2 separate regions of the Callithrix jacchus genome follow, and region 1 is linked to region 2. The links are chromatin contacts, called in public Hi-C maps. All regions are on one chromosome and are shown on one strand. The core of a region is the stretch at or near the end of the contact, and the rest is flanking DNA. Distances in the headings are between cores, read along the strand shown. Region 1 overlaps MAMSTR (MEF2 activating motif and SAP domain containing transcriptional regulator). Region 2 holds the start of CA11 (carbonic anhydrase 11).

What was found. A called contact is a pair of places that touch in the nucleus more often than the background predicts.
Region 1: a contact with region 2 is called in a Hi-C map of skeletal muscle, with 3 times the contacts expected there. The contact joins the enhancer-like site here to the promoter of CA11 in region 2. A contact is called at or near these places in 3 of 3 Hi-C or Micro-C datasets (induced pluripotent stem cells and skeletal muscle).

Annotation. Positions count from the first base shown.
Region 1 is chr22:42,567,481-42,571,464 of calJac240_pri, forward strand. MAMSTR (MEF2 activating motif and SAP domain containing transcriptional regulator) reads right to left here. Exons shown (of 9, transcript XM_054249637.2): 3 at 3,239-3,346; 4 at 2,213-2,355; 5 at 1,847-2,031; 6 at 1,392-1,494; 7 at 961-1,155; 8 at 461-640. It also overlaps a transcript of FUT2 not described here. Among named protein-coding and RNA genes, the nearest start is that of MAMSTR, 4.9 kb to the right of the region's middle. Within about 2 kb of position 1,346, at least 16 of the 16 cell types and tissues checked have an H3K27ac peak or open chromatin away from gene starts, as enhancers often do. A contact at or near this core is called in skeletal muscle, where this site is marked.
Region 2 is chr22:42,512,393-42,516,135 of calJac240_pri, forward strand. CA11 (carbonic anhydrase 11) reads right to left here and starts at 2,376. Exons shown (of 9, transcript XM_002762329.6): 1 at 1,769-2,376; 2 at 1,606-1,680; 3 at 412-554. The coding sequence starts at 1,835. FUT2 (fucosyltransferase 2 (H blood group)) reads left to right here. Exons shown (of 5, transcript XM_078359352.1): 1 at 1-2,740.

The DNA of each region.
Region 1 (3,984 bases), core at 96-2,595, 54 kb after region 2:
GTCCGTGGGGTCCCTGGGAGAAGGGGAGGAGGAGTTCGTAGGGGACGGGAGTGAAGAGGAGAAAACAGATGAGAGGCCTTCTGAGTCCGGGGAGGGAGACAGCACGTCGAAGGAGCCAGGGAAGTCCAGGGGGATGGGAGGCAGGGGGTCTACGGTATAAAGAATGATACGTGAGCTTGGAAAGTCAGGGATCCGGGCGCCAGCCCCCCATACACCATTTCTAGGAGTTCAACTCCCCGGCCCACGCCTCCCGCGGACGCAGGAGACCAGAACTTCAAGGCCCATCTCCCCCAAATCTAGGAGTTCAGATCATACCAACAGGCTCCACCTGATCCTCCAGGATATCATCGATGCCCCGGTTCGGAAGCAACTGCGGATGGGAAAATTCGGCATGAACTCGGGACTCTGACCTGGGCTTGACTGGAGACCCCCAGCGCGGATTCGACCTGCACCCTCTTACCTGCGCCCTCCGGATTGCTTCCTGCAGCTCCTCCTCCAGAGTCAGAGCCACGGAGCCCGGCGCGGAGGAAGGGGTCAGGGCTGGAGCTGCAGCCAGAGCGGTAGTTGGAGCTGGAGCCATCCCCGGGGTATCCGCGGCACGTGGAAGAGTTGGCAGGTGAGATGCTGCGCTGGGCTTGACCTAGAACCGTCAAGAGGACGATCTCCCGTAAGCCACGCCCACCGGGCGCAACCCCACCCACTCGCAACGTGTGGCTCCGCCTCTTGATCCTGTCGCGGCCCCTCGCTCCTCCGTTCTTCCTTTGGCCTCGCCCCCTATTCTTTCATTATCTCTTCCCTAAAGATCCGCCTTCTGTTGCTCTGAACCACGCCCCCTCGCCTTCAAGGCTTCCCACCGCTAGGCCGCGCCCCCACACTTCATTGGCTAGTTTTTTAGACTCCCCGACCCATCCCACTTTGCTTTCCCTTTATTGGTCCACACACGCATATCCCCGCCCTCACCAAGCTCGGCCGCCGGGCGGCTGCCAGGGCCTTGGGTCTGAGGCGCGGCCAGGGAGCACCCGCGGGACTGTCCTCGCGCCGCGGCTTTGGCCGCTCGCGGGGCGTGGCGCTGCCGCGCATGCGTTCCAGGAGCATAGACTTGGTCCCCGACACTGGGAGGCCCCGCAGGCGCAGCTGCTGCCGGAGCTCTGAGACCTGGGGAGGAGGGGTGGGGAGAGGCGGTGCTGGGCGAACTCCGGGCGCAGGCGGGAGCCAGGACGGGATGTTTGGAAACAGAAAGGCACTGGGGGTCTGGATTCCTGGGACCCTAAAACAGGATGGGACTAGGTACCCGACCTCCTGGATTTGCAGGGGGCAGAGGCTGCGGGGTTGGATTTCTGAGACCCCACCGAGGGAGAGAAGCAGCCTGGAAAGTTGCATCCCAAACTCACCGTCAGCTCCTCCAGTTTAAGGGTCTGGAGTTCCAACTTGTGTGGAGGGGGCGAGGGTCTGGGGACTCCTGGTGGGCGGGGAGTGAGGGGAGTGGGCTTCATCCTGGCGATAATTGTGAGGGATGAGCAAAGGTTAGAGGGACGGGGGTGGGGGAGGCGTTCTGGGGTCCTCAAACCGAAAGGTTAGGGGGCTGGGGAAGATGCAGAAAAGTGGGGGCCCAGAATTCTGGGTCTCCGAGGGCACAAACATGGGGCTAGATTTCTGTAACCAGGGGAAAAGGAACTGGGGGCTCATACTCGGGTCTGAAGGGCCAGGGGCTGGGATCCTGGACTCTTAAACCCTGGGGGAGGTGGGGGGTTTGGGGCCCGACTACACTGGTCTTGGACTCTAGGTTTGAGGCAGGAGATGCTGGGACCTGGATTTCTGGGTCCCAGAAGGGAAATGGGTGTCATACCTAGGATGTGGCTGCTGTGAGTCTGTCCCTTCCCACAGAGGTGGCCCAGGAGGACCCAGGGCGGACCCCTCAGCTTGGGGGCCAGCCCTGGCTCCCTGTCTTGGCTCTGGGGGCATGTACTGGTGGTATGTCAAGTTCCCCCTCGGCTTGGACTCCCTCCACCGTTGGGAGGTCTTGGGAGACTCCTGAAAGAGCAGGTGTCACGTGCTGGGCCTCAGTGCGGCTCCGGCCTTGCTGCCCCTTCCCCGCCCCCATCCCTGGGGCTACATGCCAAGTATGCAGTCAGCTCCGCGCCCCCAAAGAAGAGCAAAAATGGCAGCAGTAGCAAGGGGAACAGAGGGACCTCTCCCTCCAGTCCAGACTCACCTTCTTCTGGGACCCCCAAGGAGGACAGGATTCGGGCTCAGGGAGCAGGACCCCAGGGCTGAAGAGGAAAGGGGCCGTGCCAGAGGGCAAGGCCGGGGCTAGAGCCGGGCTGGAGGCTGAGATCCACGGGTCAGGATCCGAGACTAGAGAGATGGGTGAAGGACCCTGAGAGGCCTGCAGGCAGCCAGCCAGGCCGGGAGGAGCAGGGCTGTGTGGAAAGCGGGGCCCCACGGTGCAGGAGGGCAGGCCAGGGAGCAAGACCTGAGTGCTGGGAGTTGGGCACCAAGACTGCTAGATCTGAGGGTGGAGGTGTAGGGGCCCCCGGTTGTTACATTCTGAAGTAAAGCAGGAATTTTCTATCACAAAGGGGTGTGGTAGCTGAGGATCCCAGATGTCTGAGGTTTTGCTAGGACAGGGGTGGGGCCTGCATGCCTGGTTATTGGAGAGAGGGAAAAGCTGAAAGCTACATCCATGCTGGGCACAGTGGCTCATGCCTGTAATCCCAGCACTTTGGGAGTGTGAGGCGGGTGGATCACTTGTGGTCAGGAGTTCGAGACCAGCCTGGCCAACATGGTGAAAACCCGTCTCTACTAAAAATATGACTATTAGCTAGGTGTGGTGGCAGGCGCCTGTAATCCCAGCTCCTCAGGAGGAGGCCGAGGCAGGATAATCGCTTGAACCTGAGAAGGGGAGGTTGCAGTGAGCTGAGATCAAGCCACTGTACTCCAGCCTGGTGACAGAGTGAGACTCCATCCCAGCTTCTCATGTATAACAAATGTGGAAACTGGGATGCCTGTCTTCTCTAAAGAAGCGGGATCCAAACTCATGCGTCTCACTGGGGTGGAGAATCGGGAAGCAGAGCTCCTAGGGGTGGGGTGGCCAGGGACCTGGACCCCCGGATCCTTGGGAAAGGACTTGATGGGTTTTGGTTTCTCCTGGGGGACAGGGACTGAGCTGCAGTAACCAGTGACGGATGTCCCTGTGAAGGCAGATCACCATCCCCTCCCTTTAAGGGCCCACACTTACTCTGCTCCTGATTCCGTCTGTGGATCCGAAGCTGGAGGACTGTGGAGGGGAGGAGGGAGGTGGAAGGTGGGAGGAGGAAGGCGGGAAGGGAGTGTCCAGGAGCCTGGCCTTGGCGGGGAGGTGGGAGTTGCAGTTGTTGGCGGGACACGCGTGCCCAGCCCCCTTAAACAGTCCTTGCAAGCGGGTGGGCGGGCAGCACGCTCCCTTCCTTGGGCCTCCCGCTGGCTCCCTGCCAGCACAGCGCCTCAGGCCAGCACCACTCTGGGGCTAGGAGCCAGCCAGCATGCAGGCAGGCGACAGCCCTGCCCCCAGTTCCACCCGCCCCCTCCACGAGCAAGCGTGTGCCCACCCCACCCCCTGCGCAGTTGCCATCTTGGCAGCCTGGCCCTTTGCACCTCGCCTCCCCTCACCCATGCAGTCCTGCTACTTTCTGCCCTATCTTGGGGCCTTCCCACAGTCAACACTCTCCGAATGTCCACATTTTAAATATGCATCTCTCTGGGCTCTAGTTTGGCACACATGCCATTTTTCTGGCGCCAGGCTGGAGGGCAATGGCACGATCTCGGCTCACTGCAACTTCCACCTCCCGGGTTGAAACGATTCTGCCTCAGCCTCCTGAGTAGCTGGGGCTACAGGTGCGAGACACCACACCCAGCTAATTTTTTCCCGTGTTTTTAGTAGAGACAGGGTTTCAAGATGTTGGGCGGGATAGTCTTGATCTTTTGACCTGGTAATCCACCCACCTC
Region 2 (3,743 bases), core at 1,126-3,625:
CCCCAGTATTCACGCTACACTGCCTGCTTTGAATGCCAGTGCTGGCTCTCTAGCTGTGTGACCCTAGGCAAGTAACTTAACCACTCTGTGCATCCGTTTCTGCATCTATAAAATAAGATTAATGATTGTACCCAATTTCTGAGGTGGTTGTGAGATTAGAGGCTTTTAAACCTGCCTGGCATAGGAAATGTTCTGCTTTGCATTGTTTCTGGAGAGATGGGGAGACGAGGGATCCATGCTTGGGAAGGAAAGAGTGGGTGATCCATTTTAGAGTGTAAGCAGTCTTTTCTCCACCCACTGGGTGCCCTCTCCTTCCCCAAGGCTGCCCTCCTACGTCAGCACCCCATTCCCCAGCCTCTACTCCTGCCCATCCCCAGTGGGTTCGACAGCTCCTCCCTCCAAGCCCCTTACCTTCTCTCCTCCAGTGCTGAGCCTTAATGGGGGCAGAAAGGGGTCATAAAGGACCCTCTTCAGCTCCACATCCACGGGACTCTGCCGCTTCCCCACAGCACACAGACTCCACGCTGCATTCACCAGCCCCCAGAAAGGAGGCCCTGGGGATGGGGTCGGAGTAGGAGGACAAGGCGTCAGAAATAGTGACTGGATCCCAGGAGTGGCATCTGCTGAGTGGGCTGTGGTCCGGACTCCCAGATCCTAGGGGAGGAGGGGCTAGGGACCTAGACTCCTGGGTCTGAGGGAGGACTGGGCTCGGATCCAGAATTCTGGGTCCTAGAAGAATCTTGGAATAGGTTTCTAAGACCCCCTAATACTCTCAGCCTCTCCTTAATCCAACCCATCTTTTTAATTTTTGTTATTACTATTTTTTTTAGACAGAGGCTCGCTCCGTCACCCAGGCTGGAGTGCAGTGGCACCATCTCGACTCACTGCAGCCTCCGCCTCCCAGGTTCAAGAGATTCTTGTGCCTCAGCCTCCTGAGTAGCTGGGATTACAGGCGCGTGCCACCACGCCCAGCTAATTTTTGTTTATTAGTAGAGACGAGGTTTCGCCATGTTGGCCAGGCTGGTCTCAAACTCCTGACCTCAGGTGATCCACGCACCTCGGCCTCCTAAAGTGCTGCGATTACAGGCGAGAGCCACCACGCCCTGCCAATCCAACCCATCGTAAGCCATTGTAGAAGGAACTACAACTCCCAGCAGGCCCCAGGGCTATCAGCCTACCCTTCTGCTGTCTACCTGCCCCAGAGCCCCATGGGAGTTGTAGTTCCTCTATCTCTTGTCCCACAACTGGATATTTATTAATGTGTTGGAGAGAGGAGCTACAAGAGAGGGCTGGACAAGGTGGGGGACAGGGCCACCCAGCCTCTGGTTCCTAGCGGGAGCCGGGTCCTTCTTCTCCCTGCAAACACACACAGAATCTCCACCCCCACACTTTCCTTCCACTCACTCCCACTCACTACTTGAAATGCGCATGTATAATGTCCCATGGTGAGCCCCTGGGGTTCAGAAGCTGGCCTGACTCCTGAGGGACAGAGGAGGGGGCTGGGACTCCTGGTCCTGCAGGAAGCGGGGAGCTGGGAACCCAGATTCCTGAGTCTGAAGGAGGCCCCGAGAGGGCCGGACTCCTGGGTCCCCGCCTTGGCTGCACCTGGCACGAAGTTTCCGTGGAGATTATCCTTGTAGCTCCACCAGTCCTCGGGGTCAGGTGCTGGTCCGATGTGAGCTGAGAAGAGAGCAGCCTGAATCCCTCTCCTTGGCACCCCCACCTCCACCCTCCCTCGGGGGCTTCTGCCGGGAACCCCAGGTCTTACCTGCTGCCCCCAGTGCAGCCCAGAGTACCAGCGCTCGAGGGGCGCTCAGACGAGCTGCAGCCCCCATCCCCAGAAGGCCTCCGAGGGACCCCTGCCCGACGCCCAGCCCCCCTCTCTCAGCTCCTATGTCCCCTCCTTCTAGGACTCTCCAGGACTTCCAGCTTTCCTCTCCACCCCACAGGGAGTCCCAGTTCCCCAAATGCCAAAGCAGCCAGGGACTGAGAGCCTGCTTCAAGCCTGTTCTCCCGCTTCTCTCTGTGCCTTTCCTCCTTCCTCTCCTCTTTTCCCGGAACCCTCCAGTCTCCCTCTAGCTCCCGATCTTCCTACTCCTCTCAGCCTTCTGCTCCCCCCAGGGCTACCTCTGGGTTCCTAACCCACACCCCCCTCTCCGTTCTCTTTTCATTAAGCTCTCCCAAGCCACCTAACTCCAGGTCTCCATCCAGCATCTCCTCCTCCTCCACCCTCTATCCTTTCCTGCTCCTGCCTCTTCTCCCCTCTCTCCTTCTTCACCTCCTCCCGCCCTCCCTCGGTGTCGGCCTCCAGCTTCGTGCTCTCCCCACCTCCTCCTCTCCAGCCTCTTCTCCCAGTTTCAGTCTCTCTTCTCTCTCGTCCCTTCCTCCCTCCTCCCCCTCCTTCTCTCCTCTCCCCTGGTGTTATTTAATTTTGTTGTTGGGTGGGGGAGCAGGTGATCTCATAGCAGCAAACACTCCGCGGGTAGGCTGGGGGTGGGGGGTGCGAAGGGAGAGGATACGAGTGGAGGTAGGGGGCTGGTCCCCGGCTCCCAGCCGTGCTGGGGCCACGCGGGCGGGGGTGGCCCGGACACCTGGGGCCCCGAGCAGGCTGTTCCCCATCCTCCGCTGGAAGGGGAAGGGGGAGGCGCTTAAGGTGGAGCTGGGAGAGGCTTCGGAAGTCTCCAGGCTGGGAGCCGTCAGCCTTGGAGGATGCGGGGTCCCCCGGCTCGCAGGAACCCAGGTTGGAGCAACCCCAGCGCCTGCAGCCCCTCTTCCTCGCCTCAGAGCTCCAGTGGGTCCTCCGCCAGGGGCTGCCTTAACGGGTCCGGGGGATCCCCTGGGAGCGTGGAGTGCAGTGAGGGCTGCTCGCCGGGAGGGGGAGGCAGAGACCTGGAGTGGGAGAGAGGCGGGGAGGGGGCGCCGGGAGGGCAGAGGCGGAGAGCTGGAGGTGAGGACCCGCTTCTGCAGAGGCTGGGGAGGAGAGGGAAGCCTGAGATGGATACGGAGAGAACTGGCGGAGGGACGGCGGGTTAGAGAGGCGAGAACAAACCTCCAGGCAGGAGGGAGGAGGAGGAGGAGGGGAGGAAGAGGGAAGAGGAGGGAGGAGGAAAAAGAAGGAGGAGGAGGAGGAGGAGGAGGAGGAGGGAGGAGGGAGGGGGGAGGAGGGAGGAGGGAGGAGAATGAATGAAATACTGAAAGAGGCAGAAAAAGATACAGAGAAGCAGCGAGACAGACATGGAGACATAGAGACACACACTTAGAAAGACTCAGAAACTCAGAGATCAGGCAGCTTGTGGGGTGGAGAGAGACAAAAAGGGAGAGAAAGAGAGATCCAAAGACAGAGAAACACCAGATTTTTGTACTGGGGATTAGAGATGGGGTCAGGCTATGTTGCCTAGGCTGGTCTCAAACTCCTGTCCTCAAGGATCCTCCCACCTCAGCCTCCCAAAGCACTAGGATTGCAGGCATGAGCAACCATACCCAGACTCAGAGATACCACATATTGTTGTTATTATTTATTATTTTTCACCCTGTCTAATGATAGTGAAACTGCTCGTTGCCTTTTTCTTTTCTTTTCTTTTTGAAGGCAGGTCTTGCAATGTCGCCCAGGCTGGAGAACAGTGATGTGATCACGGCTTGATCCAGCCTCCACCTCCTGGGCTTAAACATTCTTTCCACCTCAGCCTCCCAAATAGCTGGGACTACCTACAGGCATGTGCCACCCTGCCGGGTTAATTTTTTTT